Linked DNA regions of Anas platyrhynchos: region 1 is linked to region 2. The links are chromatin contacts, called in public Hi-C maps. All regions are on one chromosome and are shown on one strand. The core of a region is the stretch at or near the end of the contact, and the rest is flanking DNA. Distances in the headings are between cores, read along the strand shown. Region 1 holds the start of CUX1 (cut like homeobox 1). Region 2 overlaps CUX1 (cut like homeobox 1).

Region 1 (2,700 bases), core at 160-2,659, 130 kb after region 2:
CCGACCCCAGGCGGCTCCGCGCTGCCCGGGGAGGCTCGGGGGGGCCCGGCCCGGCTCCCCCCGGCCCTAAAGCACCGCGATGCCCCCGGGGGGGCTCGGGCCGGGTGCTGGGGGGGGCTCTCGGATCTCACCGCCCGGCCTCGTCCCCTCACAGGGGCACGGAACCGACTCCCTGAGCCCCCCCCCTCCCCCGGCCGGGACCTGTCAGAGCCCCCCCCCCGCCTCAGCGGCCGCCCCCAGCCCCTCGGGACCGCGCTGCCCGGGCCCTGTGAGCCCCAAAAAGCAGCCGGGACCCCCCCGGGACCCCCCCCCCCCCGTCCCTCTCTTCTTTCCCCTCAGCTCCCCCCCGGAGCCCCCTGCCCGGCGGCGGCTGAGGGGGGAGAGCACCGGGGGGGGGGGTTACACCGAGGGGGTGGCGACTACAGGGGAGGGGGGCGACACCGGGGGGGTGACAAGCACTGAGGGGGGAGCACCGGGAGGGGGTGAAGCACTCAGAGAGTGACACCGGGAGGGGGAGCACCGGGGGAAGGGTTACACCGGGGGGGGTGAGGACCAAGGGGGGGGAAGCACCGGAGGGTTTAACACCGGGGGGGGGGCACCGGCACCCCTGGGCCGGCACCACAGCGCCCCCAGCCCCCGCCGCTCCGCGCCTGCACCGCCGAGCCCGGCCGGCTCCCCGCGCCCCCCCCGGCCGCACACCCCACACAAAGTCCCGGCACTCGGCAAACTTTTTCCCCCGGCCGCCCCCCGGGGGTTGAAGGAAGCGGCTGGGAAGCCGGGAGAAGAGGGAAAAGGACCGAGAGGAGCCCCGCGGAGCGGCGGCGGCCCCGGGGTGCCGGAGAGGAGGAGGAGGAGCGGGGAGGAGGGGGGGGGGAGCCGCGCAGGGGAAGCGGGCAGAGGGCAGCCCGGGACGGAGCGGGCTGGAGCGGCGGCGGCGGCCCCGGGAGCGCCGGCTCCGGCGCCATCTTGGGCTGATCGATGAATTGAACAAAGGGGATCGATTTCCGATGGGGCCGCCGATCGGGAGTTGGGGGGGGGGGGCGAGTGGGGGGGCGAGCGGAGCGGCGCGGCCGGGCGGAGCGGGGGGATCCTGCGGGCGGCTGCGGGAGGAGGAGGAAGAGGAGGAGGAGGAGGAGGAGGAGGAAGGAGGGGGGGGGGGAGGCCGGGCCCGAGGGAAGGCGGAGAAGGGGAAGGGAAGGGGGGCGGGGGGGGGGGGTCCGGCGGCGCGGCCCGGCCGGTGCGGCGAGCGGGGGGAGCCTGACCTGCAGCTGCTGTAAATCAAAGCGCTTCCAATATTGAAACATCGATCCCACATTGGCCGCCATCTTGAGACATATTGAGACAGAGTGAGCGGCTGATCGAGGGAGAGAGAGGGGCTGGAGTTCGGGAGCCGGGAGGGAGGGGGAGGGAGGGAGGGAGGGAGGGAGAGAGGGAGGGAGGGGGGAGGAGGAGGGGCGGGGGGGGGCAGGGGGCGGGAGGCGGCCGGGGAGCGCCCAAATCCCGGCCTGGAGCCCGCCGGCGGCCGGAACGCGGAGTCAGCCCCGTGCGCTTGGGGGGGGGGGGGGGAGTAAAGGGGGGGGCGGTGCGATCATAGGGAGCCCCCCCTGTGTGTGTGTGTGTGTGTGTGTGTGTGTGTGTGTGTGTGTGTCATCACCCCCACACCCCTGCTTGGGGGGGGGGGAGCACGGCTGGGGAGGGGGGACGACTGGGGGGGTGCTTTGGTTTGGGAGGGGTATTGGGTTTGGGGGGGGGACACTTGGGATTAGGGGGTGATTGGGGATTTAGGGGAGAATTAGGATTTGGGATTTTGGATTTTGGATTTAGGGGGGATTTAGGGAAGGGGGGCATTGCCCACAGCCCCCCCCCTCCAAGCTTGGCTCCCCCCCAGTGTGTAGGTGGCTGTGGGGGGAGCAGGGAGCCCCCCACGTCCCCACCGGCCGCGCCGTCGTTAGCGGGGTTCATGGGGGCGCGGGCAGACGCCCATGGGGCCACTGCCGCTGGCCGCCGGCTCGGAGGGGGCGGCTCGCACCGAGGTTGGAAAATCAGCTCATAGCTTCGTGCGGCATAGCCATAGAAACGGAGATCACAAGGATGCAATAACTTATTTTGTTCTAAACAATAACGTGTCCGTAAGCATGATTTATTCCGTCCCCCAAATCCTTGCGCCCACCCCGATGAGCGTGGTGGCTTTGGGGTGCAGCTCGGCCCCACAAGCTCAGGGTGTGCAGCCCGAGCACCCGCTGTGTCCCCACAGCGTGCCCGCTGCCTCGCGGGTGGCCCCACGGGACTGAGCCCGCTGCACCGCGCTCCCCAAACACCGCTCGCGCTGCCTTGGCGAAAGGCAAAGAAACAGATCTTCCTCCGGCAAAGTGAGCGGTGGTGGATTTTTCATCAAACAGTATTTGATCACCAAGAGAATTTAGCGCTGGCTCAAGTCGGCGGGCTGACTACTTGAAAATGGCTCTGTCTGTCTTTGGAGAAGTTACGGCACCGACAGCGGCGGAGCGGCTGCTGCAGACTATTTCCCAATCTGCCGCCGTCCTCCTTTGGAGGAGCACCATCGCTTCAGCCTCCATTTCCACTTTTTGCTGAGGCTGCTGCTCACAAAGCTCCTAATTGCGACTGGCGGGTTTTATGTTAACGAGTCCCACCTAAGGATCACCCCGACAACTGTAGACCTTCGCATTTTTAGTTGGCCGT
Region 2 (2,700 bases), core at 1-2,500:
GAGGTCACTGAATTTTTACACAAGCAATGGACCAAAACTTTCGATTCATTACACAAACAACAGGCATACGCATGCTGAAAAAAAAAAATCAAACGCCACTAGCTTATAGACAGCAGCAAAGAAGGAAATGCCTTTTCTGTAATCGGTAAAAGAGAAAAATAATCTCAATTAACACTTCAATGTAAAAAACTCATTGCAAATTATTCCCTTGGTTTGAATCTTCTCTAGCTTGAAGTTCAGCATCCCTGCTAGGCACAAGATAAATAAGAAATGAGAACAGAGACAAAAGGAATCTGCTCATCCAAAACTTAAAAAGTGTTTAGCAAGATCATTATTGCCCAAGAGTAAACTGAGATGTCCATTTTTATATGAAGTTCTGGAGATCTGTTTCCGTCTCTTCCCACCCTGTTCTACTTCCCTTATCTGCTTGTTGCCTCCCATGTCCCCGAGGAAGCCCTTGGCATCACGCATCTGTGTGTGCCCTTCATGTCCAGGCCTGGCCCTGACCCGGCAGCAGAAGTTACAACCTGCTGCATCTCCACACCCGCATCCCAAAGCCCGGTCCCGCTGTCACTTCCTCAGGGATCGCTCTTTGGGGACAGAGCACACAGGGCTCCCTGTGCCCGGTGTGGTGCTCACAGCTGTCACGCACCGCACTGGTCCCCTTGCTGACAGCTCCTCTGCTCATGAAGGGGCTGGATGGACACATACCAGCAAATGAAGAGGTGAACAGAATTAGCCAGTGTTACAAGTGTAACATTATTTATATAATAGGCAACACTTCACATCAAACAAGCCGGTGCAAGGCAGCAGCAGTAAACCTCTCAGGCTACTCTCGCACCATATACATGCCCCAAGGGCAAATTGTTTTTGAACAGCAGCACAGGAGAACCAATTTTTTGCTGCCGTCTGTGCATGTAAACCATGCATTTTCAGAACGGCTTTAAAAGAAACCTAGAGATAAATCTGGTCCAAAGAGCGTGTTATGTTACTCGTTGGAGGCAGCACCTCACCACCTGCAGCCCCAGCACAACCCAAACCTGGTGACAAAACCCCACTACCGATGCCTGGCTGAATTTCCAAACGGGGTTTCACTGAAAAAAAAAAAGGAAAAAAAAAATCCCTCGCTCATTCTGTGAGCTGGAAAAAGACACAGATCTTAATAATTCAATCTAAGTGTTTACACAAAGAGCACTGTGGGTACGCTGCCCTCCCCTGTCATTAGCGGAGATGAATGCACCCCCTTGTGCGCGCTGCTCCCGCAATGACATCACGCTCCCGCCTGCCTCGCTTTTCGCCAGGGCACTCTAGGCTAATGTAATCATACGATTACATAATTAACCCAGCTGTCTCATTAAGAAAATCAACTGGAATTCAGGGCATAATTAGTCATACAGCAATTAGCATGCTGATGAGCGACTGATGAAAAGCTGTCTAGATACGGAGTATGCTGGGACCACCCTCGTTTATCGGGGATAGAAGGGGGGGGGGGGGCAGAGCCCGGCTCAAGCCCCCCGAGAGCCACGGGGCCGGGCCGGGTCCCCTCGGCCAGCAGAGGCCTGCGCAGCCCCGGCCTGGCGTGGCCTCGGCACCGGGCACCTCGCGGCCCCTCCCGGGCGGGCCCCTCACGGCACCTCCCGGCCCCTCACGGCCCGGCCCGGCCCCGCGGGGAGCGAGCGGCAATGCCCGGCCTGGAGCTCGGAGCCGGGAAGCGCAGCGCTGCCCTCAGAAGGCTCCGGGTTGGGCCGGGGAAACTAACCAAAAAAAAAAAAAAAATTTTAAATAAATAAAATAAAAAGGCGCCGTTTCTTTTCACGCTTCTGAGGGAAATGCTCTTCCCGTGCTGCGGTGCGAGGCGCTGCTGGCGGGCTCATCTCAGTTTATTCATAAAAGGGGAAAGGGCACCTAATACTTTGGCCAGTGTCTTAAAATGGAGCTCCTGAGAAGGCTTTTCCAAAACAAAGGGCTTCTCCTAAATCCCCTCCTCCCTTTTCATGACAGGCCCGTAGCGCTGGAAACGCGTGGAAAGCAAGTTATGAAACAGTGCCAGGACTACAGGGGCAATTAATATTTTATATCACGGGGAATGTGTTTCCTAAGGTTGGGGTCTAAAAATAATGCACCGAAGGCACAGCAATTGTTTCGAAAAGACTGTTTGTGTTGCCTAAACCATGCTGTAAGCAAACCGAGCTTAGCGATCGCTCACAAGAAACACCCACGCAAAATGATAAGGGAGAGGGAAAAAATAAAAATAAAAATAATAAAATAATAATAATAATAATAAACCCCACCCTCCTGAGCATGACTTCGTTACCGTAGGCTGTTAACTTTTTGGAAAAAAGTTCAGCTCAGCCATGTCACAGCCAAGTGAATGAAGCTTTTGCCCCTGGCTGCACCATGCAGTGAGCGGTTCTCCGGGCACACAGCGCCTGCTTCGCAGGCAGCTCCATCAGCTTGTGATGCACTAAGTGCCTCCTTGGGAGGCTGCATATCTGAAAATAACCTGAAAATGTGTTTTAGAAAAAATAATAATTACATTGTAGCTTTTGAATATTCAAACACCTCACAGCATACTTAATTAATTCATTAATTATTCCCCAGAAATTTCAGGGGTAAATTGAAATAGCCTAGAGAGACTGAGACAAAGATTTCACGGAATAAATGATAACTTTCCTCCTGTTCCCCCATGACTCTGGTAGC

The links. A called contact is a pair of places that touch in the nucleus more often than the background predicts.
Region 1: a Hi-C map of subcutaneous adipose tissue shows a contact between it and region 2, with 1.9 times the contacts expected there. The contact joins the promoter of CUX1 here to the enhancer-like site in region 2. A contact is called at or near these places in 4 of 8 Hi-C or Micro-C datasets (liver, skeletal muscle and subcutaneous adipose tissue).

Annotation. Positions count from the first base shown.
Region 1 is chr20:7,239,964-7,242,663 of IASCAAS_PekinDuck_T2T, forward strand. It overlaps CUX1 (cut like homeobox 1), which reads right to left and starts at 1,410. Exons shown (of 23, transcript XM_038165931.2): 1 at 1,263-1,410. The coding sequence starts at 1,325.
Region 2 is chr20:7,110,816-7,113,515 of IASCAAS_PekinDuck_T2T, forward strand. All of the region lies in intron 4 of CUX1 (cut like homeobox 1), which reads right to left. Among named protein-coding and RNA genes, the nearest start is that of CUX1, 130 kb to the right of the region's middle. Within about 2 kb of position 1,251, at least 2 of the 8 cell types and tissues checked have an H3K27ac peak or open chromatin away from gene starts, as enhancers often do. A contact at or near this core is called in subcutaneous adipose tissue, where this site is marked.